Linked DNA regions of Siniperca chuatsi: region 1 is linked to region 2. Evidence: chromatin contacts called from public Hi-C data. All regions are on one chromosome and are shown on one strand. The core of a region is the stretch at or near the end of the contact, and the rest is flanking DNA. Distances in the headings are between cores, read along the strand shown. Region 1 holds the start of foxo3b (forkhead box protein O3B). Region 2 overlaps sesn1 (sestrin-1).

Evidence for each region. Hi-C and Micro-C count contacts between places; a contact is called where the count stands out from the background.
Region 1: a contact with region 2 is called in a Hi-C map of an unstated tissue, with 9 times the contacts expected there. The contact joins the promoter of foxo3b here to the enhancer-like site in region 2. A contact is called at or near these places in 2 of 3 Hi-C or Micro-C datasets (skeletal muscle and an unstated tissue).

The regions. Positions count from the first base shown.
Region 1 is chrLG16:17,349,681-17,352,924 of ASM2008510v1, reverse strand. foxo3b (forkhead box protein O3B) reads left to right here and starts at 1,478. Exons shown (of 4, transcript XM_044168483.1): 1 at 1,478-1,823; 2 at 2,187-2,887. The coding sequence starts at 2,342.
Region 2 is chrLG16:17,217,210-17,220,629 of ASM2008510v1, reverse strand. The region is part of intron 2 of sesn1 (sestrin-1); the gene reads right to left. Among protein-coding and RNA genes, the nearest start is that of sesn1, 13 kb to the right of the region's middle. Within about 2 kb of position 1,924, the one cell type or tissue checked has an H3K27ac peak away from gene starts, as active enhancers do.

The sequences.
Region 1 (3,244 bases), core at 229-2,728, 130 kb before region 2:
CTCCAGACTGCTGCTGTAACTGAGCGTGTGCGTGTTGTACAAATCTGCCCGGTGAAATATGTGTCAATGAGCACAGTCAAACAATACTGTCCAACCTCTTTAGAGAGCATGTCTGTCAGCTTGCTGATTGTGAATACTGTGATGAAGATCCTCCCATAAAACACAGACACATGGGTAATATGCTGTTTATTTAGAGTTATGATTTTAGCAGTTAATAGACTACAATGCAGGAAATGTACTTACCCATGCCCAAAACAAATAATACATGATAGGATATCCTAAAATAATAATATATTATTGTGATGTCAAATCAAAACTAAAATTAACATTTCATTACCACAGACCCACCATAAATCAATGCAGTAATACTGAAGTGATACTGTATCTTGTTATGGTCAGCTGTGAACGCGCATTCCTGCACAGAAACCGCGAGCACGCGCAAATGGACGCGCACCTTGCACGGCAAGCAGCCCTCGGTGAAACAAAGAAGATGTGGACGAGGCTGTTTTGATCCAGTCAAGGTGGAGGAGATGGAGGAGGAGGGAGGGAGGTCGAGAGCATCACTTACAGGATGGAGAAACCATCTAGGATTGCTCTCCTTTATCTCTGGCTAATACACGGGATGACGTCATCCGGAGCGAGGTGGAACGGGCTCCGGAAAGGGGGCGTGGCCTGAGCGCCGTAACAGACATGATTGACAACCTGGTTCGCTGATTAAAGGCACAATCAGCCATAGCAATGAGGCAACAAGAGTGATATGAATAAAAAATCTATATGGATGTTAAAGCTAAAATCCGAATATGTGATATTATGTTCCAAATGTTTTTACCGTTAAGCACCATCATGATGTCAGTAACATATAACAATGACAATCTTTTTGAAAGCACAATTTCTATTACAACACTGTAATTAACTGTTAAAATCTGTTTTAGAGGGGGAAACAATCGATTAGTTGATTGACAGAAAATCAGCACCATTTTGAGTCGTTTTTTAAGCAAAAATGTACAAAGTTCACTGGTTGCTGCCTCTGGAAAACTGTGATGGACTTTTTTTTGGTCCATAAAATGTAAAAAAAATATATATATATAAACACATTTATTAATGGAGAAAATACCTGACAGATTAATTGATAATGAAAATAATTGTTAGTTGCAGCCCTAGACAGCTTTTTAAAAAATTTACATTAATGGATTCTAACAAAGTAGAAACCTGTAGCACACCTGTAGTGCCAGTTTCACCAAGATGTACTCTGCAAACTAAAGTTGGACATGTAAACATCCCTTTTACCTGTGACAGTGAAAATCTTTGTAAAATGAATACATTAATCGACTTTAATGGTTCCGTTTTTCTTCTTCTGTTGTGTCCCTCTATTTCTCTGCCTGTCACCAACATGTCAGGACGTGTCCCAGCCTCCACCTGCGTACAGACAGCTCCGTCCTGTTGGACTCACTGCAGTGTCTCTTTAAAAGGCGATCCCATGCACAGGATCCAGGGGGCTGGCCCTTGATCGACTTGCATGCGCGTGTCTGTGTGTGAACGTAAGTGTGTGCGTGTGTATGTATGTGTGTGAGCGCGTGTGTGCAGCGCTGTGTGGAGAGCACATCGAGATACAGTAATACTCAGAGTGAGGTGGCAGTCTTATTCCACATCGACACTGACTTGCCCTGCGTACATCCTATCTGTCTGTACATCGCAGAGCGCACTTGAGGAGTGAAAAAGGAGAGAGTCAAGATGGCATCTGGAAGTGGCCGTGGACAATCCGGGATTTAGTCTCTTCTGGGGTTTTTTTTGTACCACGGAGCGCAAGTGACAGGCCGTACAAGGTATTTCATTTAAAGTGTTCAGAGCGGATTTATTTCCCAGAGAGATGAGGTTTGAGCACTTTCTCCTCAGCCATTGATCTCCAGTGGGTGGATTCAGACCCTTGCATCAGGACGGGGTTTTGTGTAGAGCTCCTATTCATGAGCAAGTAGTGTTTTATAATGAAGTGAAGCTCAGAGAGGCGCATAGCTTCATTGAAATATGTTTGTTTAATTCAGAAGTAGGCTAGTTTATTGTAGCTTCATTGACAGAAATAGGTTAAATGTACACACGCAGCCAGTGTAGTGTATCTTTTATCCTGTATTTTAACTTGGCTTTAAGCGAATGTGTTGGCTTTATTTTTTCTTTCTTCATGTCCTCAACAGTTGCTCTTGGCCCTGTTGGGACTTCGCTGGTGTGGAATAGCAACAAAGGACGGGAGCGCGCATTCATGGGACGCGACTTTGACAGCTCTTCATTTCTTGTCTTGTAACTTTATTACCTGGCAGCGGGGGCGAGATTGTGACTGGAGCAGGAGATAATGGCTGAGGCTCCGTTCCCCGACCCACTCCCGGACTTGGACGTGGTCATCGACCCGGACTTTGAGCCACAGAAGCGGCCCAGATCTTGCACCTGGCCGCTGCCACGACCGGACTCGAACGCGGTGAAACCGGAGAGCAATGACACAGATATCATACCCGAGGAAGAGGATGAGGAGGAGGATAATGCCACCAGTGTCCATGGCTCTGGTTTGGCAACAGAGGACCAGAGCAGCAACAGCCCCATAGCCGATGGAGCGCTCTCCTCCCCCGGCCAGGAGAGCGGAGGCTCCCCGCTCTCCACGCACTCCCCGACGGCCACCTCTGGCGCGCTGACCCCCAGCAGCTTGGCTGCCCAGCAGACGCCGAGGAAAGCATCGTCTCGTCGTAACGCATGGGGGAATCTCTCCTACGCCGACCTGATAACCAAAGCCATTGAGAGCGCGCCGGACAAGAGACTGACACTGTCCCAAATTTATGACTGGATGGTGAGATCCATCCCCTACTTCAAAGACAAAGGCGACAGCAACAGCTCTGCAGGATGGAAGGTAAGAGTCGTCCCACTCACCCACCCAGCCCCCCTCCTTCTTCCATCAAAACAAAAACAAAAAGCATGTGGCTTGTAAACCCACTGACGTACACACACGAACAGACACGCACACAATTATGCCAGCGCAGTAGTGTTTTTACGAGTGTCTATTTGGAAAGTCTGGCACTCATTATACCTCTCATTATCATTCTAATGGAAATTACAGATCAGTCAGATAACGTCCAGCAAATGAGAAAAAAATCACAACAGGGAGGCATTTAAGATCATTAATCTCTTTAAGCAGCGTGGGGTTTGGTGACCTACATATAGTTTTCTTATAAATTGACCAAAACGTGATGTCTTGCACTTATTCCCA
Region 2 (3,420 bases), core at 675-3,174:
CCCTTGAGGGACGAACAAAGTAGTCTGCATTGAACTGAACTGAAGACAATGTTTTTTAATGGCAAAATGGTAGATTATTCTTGACTGGCAAAGTCAGTCACCTGACATCAATCCAAATGAGTATGTGTTTCACTTGCTAAATGCCCCAGAACAAGCAAGAAGTGAAGGCTGCAGTGTACAACTGGCAGACCATCATCAGCAAAGATACCATGTTTCAATTGATGTCTGTGTGGCACCAAATATTAAATATTACTTTAAGTTTATATTAACTTTCTGACTACAATGTATATGTTTTTGTAAATGTGTGTGTGTCTGTCTGTCTGTCTGCCTGTCTGCTTGCCTGCCTGCCTGCCTGCCTGCCTGCCTGCCTGCCTGCCTGCCTGCCTGCCTGCCTGTCTGTCTGTCTGTGAGATATGACACCAAATAACCTCCAACATGAAGGTACATGTCCAAATTTAGGGCAGACACATTGGTCAACGTGAGGGAGTGTGTTTTCCTACCCTAAGTAAACACTGTGAAACAAACTCACTCGTGCATTGACACTGCATGTCAATCACACATGCAGACACACACTCTCTCCCTTCGTGTCGCTACCACACACACACACTCACACTTTGGCCTGGCTTTAGAGCAAAAGAGCTGAGCTCGACTGTGGGAATGCGGAGGTCCCGTAGCATGAAACTGTCACCGTCCTGACAAACTGGCCTGTAACATAAACAAGCACACATACATCAGCCCAGGACAATACCCCCCGAGAAGAGAGCACAATACCCGGCCTCAACCACTCCACACTGGGCCTGAAACAATACCACACACGCTGAAACAACACCGTAGCCAGGCCTAAGCCAACACTGCACTGGGCAAAGCTTGAAGCAACACCATTCGGTGAACAGCAGCACACAATGCCTGCAATGGGAAACAATCCATCAGGTGCTGACACAGCTAAGTTCATGTCTCAAAGTGTGGGGTCTTTGCAAGATTGGATGCACAGAGGTGAACAAGCCCTTGTGAGCACTGTGCGTGTACTGCTGCATGTTTGACATTTTTCCTTATAGACTAAAGGCACTTCGGTGCCTTTAAACTCACAAGGAGCCTACACAATCAAATATACTGACACATCACTGACGAATGCATAGGCAGAAAAGATATAATACATCTTGATATTTACATTTAGTCTCATTATTTCTGACATACACACCCATTATGGCAGTCCAATTCTCAAAATCCCTAAACCTGTGTTGTTAAGAGGTGCAACAATCTAATCTGTTAACAATTTTGTCAATAAATCAAAGAATCATTTGGTCTATAAATTGTCAAAGCAATGAAAAATCCCTCACAATTTACCAGACCTCGAGGTGAGACCTTCAAATTGTTTATTTTGTCCAATCAATGGTCTAAAACCAAAAGATATTCAGTTTTCAATTACGTTCAACAGAAAAAAGCAGCAAATCTTTACATTGCAGAGGCTAGATTCAATGTTTGGCATTTTTGCTTGACTTAAACAATCAATCGATCATCAAAACTGATGACAAATAATTTTCTATTGATCAACTACTGTTGTTCAGTAGCATCTTCTGCTCAAGTCAAAGCAGATATAGTGAGTTAAATCAATAAAGAATTACAGCTTTTCACCTGGATTCAGACTAAACTCCATTCTGAAATGGAGAAACTCCATTTTGGTGGTTACACAATATTTCCTGATCTGAGCAGGAGCGAGTGGCCCTAATATTTTGTTTGTGTATTCCAGCTGGTTAAGGCCGGTGTTGAGCCTGTGTGGTTTGTATCCTAATAGGGGCTACCTCAGACTGAGGCCTGGACTGCAGCCACTGGGCTATTCATGCTTTGTGACCTGATCTGCAGATGCCTCTAAATCCTGCATGCTCAAATCTCTCAAGACATGTAAACACACACACACACACACACACTCACTCACATTCAAAGGCAGACAGATCCACACATGACATAAACACATAGAAAAAGTCACACACGTACATACATACATACATACATACATATTGGATAAATACCCAGTGACCAGGGCAAAAGGAAAAAATTAAAATCATGCGCAACATTGCATGCATTCAGCCCAGTGCATGGAAAATTCCCATCCAGCAACTTGAGAGGAGAGCAAAAGCAGACTACAGACTGGTACAGAGCACCCCCCTGTGTCCACACAGGTGAACTGCAGCTGCTTCAGTCCCTCAATATGCTGTGTGAGTGATAAAACCACTCAATGGGCCATTCTGTTTCATCAAGTAAAAGGCGGAGTATTAAAGAGTAAGAGGGTGGAGGATAAAAGGCATATATTGATTTTTTTTCAAATACTGCATCCACTAGACAATAACCTTCATCATTAATTTATGAATTCAATCAAATGAATCCTCAACAGATGGCACACAAGTCGATAGATGAAAGTGTCCGAGACCAGAGGCCGAGTGTATAAGGTAAGTGGGGTGATATGCAGCCATTTCTATATCAGGTTTATTTTGTTGGATAGTGTGTGTGTGTGTGTGTGTGTGTGTGTGTGTGTGTGTGTGTGTGTGTGTGTGTGTGTGTGTGTGTGTGTGTGTGTGTGTGTGTGCGCGTCGCTGTTTGAATACTCCCTCAGGATATCCAAAAGCCTACAGAAATAAACAAGGGCGTAGGTTTGGTTTCAGAAGTAGGAGGGGCACAATAAAGTCAGAGGTTCTTCAAACAAAAAGGTATTTATTTATATGTATGTATGTATGTATGTATGTATGTATGTATGTATGTATGTATGTATGTATGTATGTATGTATGTATGTATGTATGTGTATTATTATTGCACTAACCCTGCTAAAAATCATGTTTAGTTTACTTGATAGAGACTTTATAATAAATAGCGTTGTATTTGTATTGTAAGTACAAAGAGCTATGTTCTTCACTGCTAACTTTGACTGATGTTCAATTGCAGTGTTTTTATAGGAGAATATCAACTGTAAATCAAAATATAAACAGGATTTCTTTTTTTTACCTGCAATGTATAAAAGTGCCTGTAGCTATATGTAGCCAGACAGACAAAACCAAGGCGTAAATCACATACATGCTCGTAATGGCCAGGGAATCGAGAAGAACTAGTTCATATGAAGTGTGACCCAAACCCCAGCGGCTCTGTTCTTTACAGCCACACTCAAAACTGAGCGAAAAGACTGCTTTCATAGAGAGGGGTGAGATGTGATAATTGTTTAAATATGGGCATAATGGCGCTCACTTTTGGACAGTCTCTCCTGGAAATCAATCATTCATTCATACTCATTTGTAAACACAAAAAGTAACAGAAATAGCTGTGTTAAGAAAGAAAAAAAGAGAGCTTGAGAGAGAAGTTCAAACCCAGCTTACTTTTTCACATCCGCACAGCTGGCCAATCAGTTTGTCAGTTTCAGAAAGTTACAGAAAAAA